Linked DNA regions of Capra hircus: region 1 is linked to region 2. Evidence: chromatin contacts called from public Hi-C data. All regions are on one chromosome and are shown on one strand. Each heading gives the region's core, a stretch centred on a gene start, on an enhancer-like site or on the middle of the called end of the contact. The rest is flanking DNA. Distances are from core to core; before and after follow the strand shown.

Region 1 (3,935 bases), core at 1,055-3,554, 67 kb before region 2:
TCAGGTCCACTGAGCCATCCAACCATCTCATCCTCTGTCTCCCCCTTCTCTTTATGCTTTCAACCTTTCCCAGCATCAGAGTGTTTTCCAATGAGTTGGCTGTTCACATCAAGTGGCCAAAGTATTGGAGCTTCAGCTTCAGCATCAGTCCTCCCAGTGGGTATTCAGCATTGATTTTCTTTAGGAGTGCCCTCTAGTGGGACTGAATTTGGGGATAAAAACAGGGTCAGAGCTCTGAGGTTATTTGTGGGGTCCTGTGCCCCAGTTTTCAAAGGTGGTTGCTGCTGCGGGTTAGGTAAGCCCCCTTCCCTAGATTCACGTCTAATGAAAACTCAGAATATGACCTCACCTGGGGACCAGTCCGACTAGTCAGGGGTCTTTGGATTGCAAGAAAAAAAGGTTGAAGCAAACTCTACTCAAATGGGCTTTGGTGATACTGGGATTTACTGGTTCACATAAATGAATAGTCAAAGTATGACAGCTGCAGGCTCAGCTGGTTCCAGCCCCCAAACAGGGTATTCTTCTTCACCTCTGAGAGCCCCAGATTCAAGACCCAGCTCTGCCAGCCTCAGTTTCCTCATCTATAAGGAGACCCTGGTGCCTCAGATAGTAAAGAATCTGCCTGCCAATGTGGGAGACCTGGGTTTGATCCCTGGGTTGGGAGGATCCCCTGGAGAAGGGAATGGCAACCCACTTCAGTATTCTTGCCTGGAGAATCCCATGGACAAAGGAGCCTGGTAGGTCACAGAGAGTCGGACACAACTGAACGACTAATGCTTTCAAGAAGTAGTCTTGCTGACCCCTCCATAGGTGGGTGGTTATGAGGGTTACCAGGCAGCTGACACACAATCAGGGCTGCATAAATGCTGGCTCTTGTTGCTACTGACCAAGTAAATAAAGGAATCCTCACCAATCAGGGACTCAGATGCAACTTCCAGGATCGAGGCTGAAGGGAGCAAATGTATGCTACCACCAGAGGGCAGCAAAACATTAACTAAGTAGCACCTAAATCAAATGAACCCTGAATATTCACTGGAAGGACTGATGATGCTCAAGTAGAAGTTCCAATATTTTGACCACGACTCATTGGAAAAGACCCTGATGCTGGGAAAGATTGAAGGCAGGAAGAGAGGGGGTGACAGAGAATAAGATGGTTGGATGGCATCACCGAGCCAATGGATGTGAGTTTGAGCAAGCTCTGGGAGTTGGTGATGGACAGGGAAGCCTGGAGTGCTACAGTCAATGAGGTCAGACACAACTGAGCGACTGAACAAGCAGCACCAGTTCTCATCCAGCATGAGAAAGCTGCCTCCCTACTCCTCAAATTGACTGGCGTTTTCCCAGAACATCTTGAGGGCCCAGACTGGAGAAAATGCAGCATCCCCACCACCACACCCACCCTGTCCCTATTCTCCACCACAACCCAGAGAACCCCCTAGGCTGGTGAAGGTAAGAAGGAGTAGGGCAGAGTGGAGGCAGCAGCACTGAGCGATGTTAGAGGAAACTATTTGCCTTCTAGATGTGATTTTATGTATTTAAAAAATCTATTAATTTTTCCCAGAACAAAGTAGTTGAAAAAAAGCTCCCCCCCCAAAAAAAAGAAGAAAGGTAGGTATATTAAAATGCCATTATTTTAGGCTTAAATACGTAAGTTTCATTTCTACTCCAAACAGAATTTATGCTTTTGTCCACAGTCTTGCCCCTGCAAATTGCATTTCCTTCCTTGGTTTCCTGCTGGGGACCTGCAGTGTCTGGATAGAAAGTCCATTTGGCAAAGAGCCTCTGGCGTCTCCAGAGAATTCTAGACACCTTGAGGTAATATTTGGGGGGCTCGCTGGACAGGTGCCCACCGTGCGCACTTTGTCACGCAGGATTCGGAGGGAGGCAGAGTAGGGCGTGGCGGGGAGCTTTGGAGAGAGACCTCGTGCACTCTGCTCTCTCTCCACAACCTTCTGGGGCTCCCAGTGGCCAGAGGCCAAAGTCCACTGACAGCACTGTCTCCAAGTCCTTCCTTCCTTCATTCATGCAAGCCTCCAAGTGCTGTCAGACCAGCAACAAGAAATCATAGCAGCTCACCTTTGTGTGTGCTTAGGGAAACCCTTCTAAATCATCGTGGTCTTTATAGTCCTTGGAAACAGAACGCACCCCTGCTCGCCCCCTACGACCCCCACCCAGGCTGGATCCCGGCACCCCTCCCACCATCCCCGCATCATCCGTCCATCATTCTTCACCCGACCCCACCCCACCCCTCTGGGACCCCCCGCAGTCCTCTCCGCTGTCTGTTCTCCCTGTAGCCCCCAGAGGGCGCGTGAGCAGCAGGCCGGGCGCGTCCCTACTCTGCCCCGCGACCTGGGGGCTCCCGCGTCCCTGGGGGTGGGAGTCCAGCCTTCCGCGCCCCGGGGCCCTCATAGCCTGCTCCGCCCTCTACCCACTTGGATCTCCTTGCTCCTCTTCCAACACACCTACCCTGGCGCCTTTGCAGGTGTCAGGACCTCCAACAGGTATGCGCGTCCTCAAATGCTCCTCCCCGCCATGTGGTATTTGCTCTGTATGTACTGAGCGACTGAACTTACTGAACAACCTGAGCTTGTGAGGCGGGAACAGGCTAGTATGCCCAGGCGCAGAGGGAAGCCGGCAGGACCCGGCGTGCAGCCTGGGTGTCAGCCTGCGCGGCCCCTGGGGGCGTGTCCGGCGGTCACTGGCCGAAGGTGGGGCAGGGTTGAGCCCCTCTCAGGGCGCAGGCCCCCTGCACGCCAACCTCATGGGGCAGGATGCAGCCACCTGGTGGAGAGCCCATCCCGGGGGCCTGGCACACGGTGCTGAATAAGTGTCCACCGGCTGAAACCCTGGAGGATAGGGCTTCCTGGGGTGTCGCCTAGCTTGGTGTCCCCCTGCCTGTTTACCCGGGTGGGGGGAACTGCGGGGGAGGTGGAGGCTGGACAGTGGGGCCACCAGTGGCATAAGCCCCTGGGGCCAGTCCTGACGGAGTCCAGGTGACCAGTACTGGTTCCAGGCACAGACTCGGGTGGCTCTGGAAGCTGCGAGGAAAGAGGAGCTCTGACCCGTGACCCCCAGGCGTGAGCTTCAGCCTAGATTCCCTCCAGCTAAGCTGGTCTCTTTGGGCCCCTTGCTGACCCACTAGAGAAGGCAATGGCACCCCACTCCAATACTCTTGCCTGGAAAATCCCATGGATGGAGGAGCCTGGTAGGCTGCAGTCCATGGGGTCCCTAAGAGTCAGACACGACCTCACTTTCACTTCTCACTTTTATGCATTGGAAAAGAAAATGGCAACCCACTCCAGTGTTCTTGCCTGGAGAATTCCAGGGACGGGGGAGCCTGGTGGGCTGCCGTCTATGGGGTCACACAGAGTTGGACACAACTGAAGCAACCTAGCAGCAGCAGCAGCTCACCCACTCTGAGCCTCAGTTTCCTCCTTTGAAGAGTGGGCGGGTGGTCCTGGTGTGACAGTGTCACCAAGGCTCTGGGGGCTTTGCTGCTGAAATTAACACCCAGGATGTTGGCAGATGCCAGTCAGCCCTTTCGAAGGACTTCAGGGGATCTGGGCACGGCTTTGTGGGATACAAGGCCCAGCTCTCGGTGTTTCGTTTCCTTTAGACATATACCTAGAAGTAGAACTGCTAAATCATAAGGTACGTTGTTTTTTTTTTAACTTTTTGAGGAACTATGGACTATTTTCCACTGCAGCTGTACCGTTTTACATCCCACCTGCCATGGACAAGTGTTTGATTTCTCCACTGGGAGCTTCTTATAAAACAAAGCACCCACCAAGGGAGGCAAATGGCTCAGGAGGTGGCTTTGAACTGATGAAGACTCTTCCTGCCCCTGACTGACTGTGGGTCCCCCGGCCTGGTCTATTCTCTTACCCTCAGTCTCCTCATATGGGCCATACCATCATCCAGCCCTGTATCCAGTG
Region 2 (3,491 bases), core at 742-3,241:
GAGCAGCATTGTCCTGTGAGATGCTCCATGTGGCATCACTACTTTGATGGGAACCAGAACACCCCCAAGAGGATCAGCACCATACCCTCTGGGAGAGGGTTAATGGTTAACAAACCCTCAAGGACGGCACTTTCTTATCTAAGAACTTCACACAAGTTCATTCATTTAAGCCGTGGGACAATCTCAAGAGATGGGAACCTACGGCTTCCATTTTACAGATGAGGAAACTGAGCCTTGGAGAGGGCCTAATGTCACAGAGGGCAAGTCCCCTGGAGTCCAAAAGTTTAGCCATCGTGACCTGTGAGGATGTAGCATGCAGGTGGTCCTCAAAAGATCCAATTTTGTTTAAATCTGGTCTCCCTACCTGAGGCACAGCCTCCTCCATTCTCCCCACCCCCGCTGGAAACTGGGTTATGTATACAGCAGGTGCTTACCAAGTGCTCTATGGTAGCTTTAACTCAACAAAGTGGGGAGCCTGCCAAGAGGGAAGAGATGGGGGTTGACTTGCCTATGGCCACACACCAGAGGTGAGGGGACCCAGGGACAAACTGGACTCCCATCCCAGCTGGGCTCTGGGTGTCCCTGGGTGCCCCCGCCCACCTCTTCCTCAGATGGATCCGTTAGTTCCCGCCCCAAGCCTTGCTCCAAGCCAGGAGAACGTTGCTTCTTGCGACAGCCTTGGCTACGGCCGTTGCAGCTGGAGCAGCTGGGGTTGGGAGTTGGGTGGGGGGAGGAGAACGGGCGCCATGGGGCTGGGGATTGGCCCTGGGGGACCCTATCTCCCTCATCCAGCTTGAGCTCTTCCAAGGTCCATACCAAAGCTCTCAAACTTGGATGGAGATCCATGGTCCATCCTCCAGGCCCAGGAGGGAATTCTCTCCTCTGGCTCCGGCTGGAAGGGGTTTCAGAGTTCAGAGGGGCAAGGGTGGGATGGTTTGGGAGAGGCTCCTTCCCAGAACCTCGGAGGGCCCCCAGAGACTGACTGAATCCTGGGTAGGAGTGAGTTCCTTGTTAGAAGGAGCAACCAAAGACAGGTTGGAAGTCCAGGCTCCCAGAGGGACATTCAAAGCCAAGGAAGTCAGCAAGCCCTCCTCTAGCTGTGAATTTTGGATTCAAAGCCCAGGTCCCCCAACCATGTCAACTGGGCAGGTGGCTGATATGGAGACCCTGCCATGCCTGCAAAATATTAGGACAGAGCTGGGTGCACATGATTGCTGTTATCAGGGAGCCCTGGTGAAACTGAGGCACGTGGCATCCCAAACAATTCCTCTGGGCCAGAGTGACCAGTATTCTTGCCTGGAGAATCCCATGGACAGAGGAGCTGGGCAGGCTACAGTCCATGGGGTCGCCAAGAGTTGGACACAACTGAGCAACTTAGCATGCATGCATGTATGACCACATTTAGCAAAAATACAGGATGTCCTGCTAACTCTGAATGTCAGATAAACTAACTTTGTACATAACTACATGTAAGGAATATTGGCTTCCCTAGTGGCTCAGGTGGTAAAGAATTTGCCTGCAGTGCAGGAGACCCAGGTTCGATCCCTGAGTCAGGAAGATCCCCTGGAGAAGGAAATGGCAACCCTCTCCAGGATTATTGCCTGGAAAATTCCAGGGACAGAGGAGCCTGGGGGGCTATAGTTCATGGGATTGCAGAGCCGGACACAACTGTGCGACTAACTTTCACTTCACTTACACAGGACACCCTGCTAACTTTGAATGTTGGATAAACTTTGTTCATAACTACATCCCATGCTTATATGTGGGATACACTTATGTTAAAAAGATGTCTATCTGACATTAGGGTTTAATCATGCACCCTGAGTTTGAACTGGTGACCCTCCTGGTCACTTGCACAGTTCCTTCCCCAACTGTTCTTCCCATCACCCAGTCGGCGGTCCCCCATCCCCTGGATGGGGAGAGGAAGTAGGGGCACCTGGCCCCGCCGTGGGGCAACTGCAACTGCCTCTCGGCGTGGGGACTATAAGAGGGACAGGTGGGCACAGAGGGCAGAAACCCTGGAGCCCCCAACCGACCATGACCCAAAGCTGCAGACACTTCAGCCCTGCCCTGGCCCCCATCCTGCTGGCCCTGCTGCTGGGGGGTGAGTGGGGTCGAGTCTGTACCTGGTCTTCTGCTCCCCCTCTCCACTCACCCTGGACCCTGCTGCACCCCCCATCCTCATGGGATGAGGAGACTGAGGTTCTGAGTGGTGAGGGTGAAGGGGGGTACACCCTGCACCCTGTGGGGACTTCAGGTCTGGCTGCGCCGGGGCAGGAGGACCGTACACGCCCCCTCCCCTCTCTGGGTGACAAGCAATAGAAGAGCCCAACCCTGCGGGGTCCTGCTGGGGGTTCCAGGGGTCGGGGGTTCCTCCTCTGCTTACCGCCCCACCCCCGCCCTTGCCCCCAGGCCCCGCGCTGGCCTCGGAGATAGTGGGGGGCCGGGCGGCCCGGCCGCACGCCTGGCCCTTCATAGCTTCGCTGCAGCTGCGCGGAGGCCACTTCTGCGGCGCCACCCTCATCGCGCGCAACTTCGTGCTGTCGGCAGCGCATTGTCTGAACGGCGTGTGAGTGTCTCCGCGGGCGCACACATCGAGAGTCCCGGCGCGAGGGGCGTGGGGCCGGCCCAGGGTGGGGGCTTCCGGCAAAAGCGCGAGGGTTTGCAGGGTCCCCCTGCGCCCCATCGGGGTCTCTCCGCCGCTTCCGATCCCGGGGACCCCCCCATCACCTCCTGTCCGCCCGCGACCCCAGGAACTTTCGATCGGTGCGCGTGGTGCTGGGGGCGCATAATCTGCGGCGGCGGGAGCGAACCCGGCAGATGTTCAGGGTCCAGAGGGTCTTTGAAAACGGCTTCGACCCCTTGAGCCTGCAGAACGACGTCGTGGTTCTCCAGGTGCGCGGGGGGCGGGGCGGGCAGGGCAGGTGCAGCGTCCTGAGGGGCTTGGGGAGGGGGGGAGGGGCAGGAGACTGGGGGGGTGCGGCGGGCGGGGGCAGACCTGATGTCCCCCCTAATCCTGGTGCTTCAGTCACCCCGCTGTGAAATGGAGAAGTACACCCCCGCACCCCGCAGCGCTGCCAGAGATTAGATAAGACAGCCAGAAGTTCTGAGCAGCTGACTTTCCTGGCAGTGGGCACTGACGGCCTCCCTCTTTGGGAAATGGGGCAAAATTACCTACATTCGGCGGGTGGGAGTCTGGAGGCAGAAACCTACCTTTCCCCTCTGCTTGCACAGCTATGATTATTCTCTGAGAATGTTCTAGAACAAGGGCTTTATGGTCGTTGGTGTAGCCCACGGTTTGTTCTGTTGGACACCTACTGTTTACTGCACTCAAGACACATTCAGGGACTTCCCTGGTGGTCCAGGGGCTAAGACTCTGCACTCCCAAATTCAGGGGACCCAGGTTCAATCCCTGGTTGGGAAACTAGATCCCACATGCTGCAACTAAGACCCCATGCAGCCAAACAAACAAATAAATAAATATAAAAGAC

Evidence for each region. A called contact is a pair of places that touch in the nucleus more often than the background predicts.
Region 1: a Hi-C map of blood shows a contact between it and region 2, with 2.9 times the contacts expected there. The contact joins the enhancer-like site here to the promoter of ELANE in region 2. A contact is called at or near these places in 3 of 5 Hi-C or Micro-C datasets (all in blood).

Annotation. Positions count from the first base shown.
Region 1 is chr7:67,137,015-67,140,949 of ARS1.2, reverse strand. No RefSeq gene overlaps it. Among named protein-coding and RNA genes, the nearest start is that of MISP, 17 kb to the left of the region's middle. Within about 2 kb of position 2,304, at least 1 of the 5 cell types and tissues checked has an H3K27ac peak or open chromatin away from gene starts, as enhancers often do.
Region 2 is chr7:67,070,092-67,073,582 of ARS1.2, reverse strand. ELANE (neutrophil elastase) reads left to right here and starts at 1,991. Exons shown (of 5, transcript XM_018050498.1): 1 at 1,991-2,104; 2 at 2,413-2,569; 3 at 2,754-2,895. The coding sequence starts at 2,038.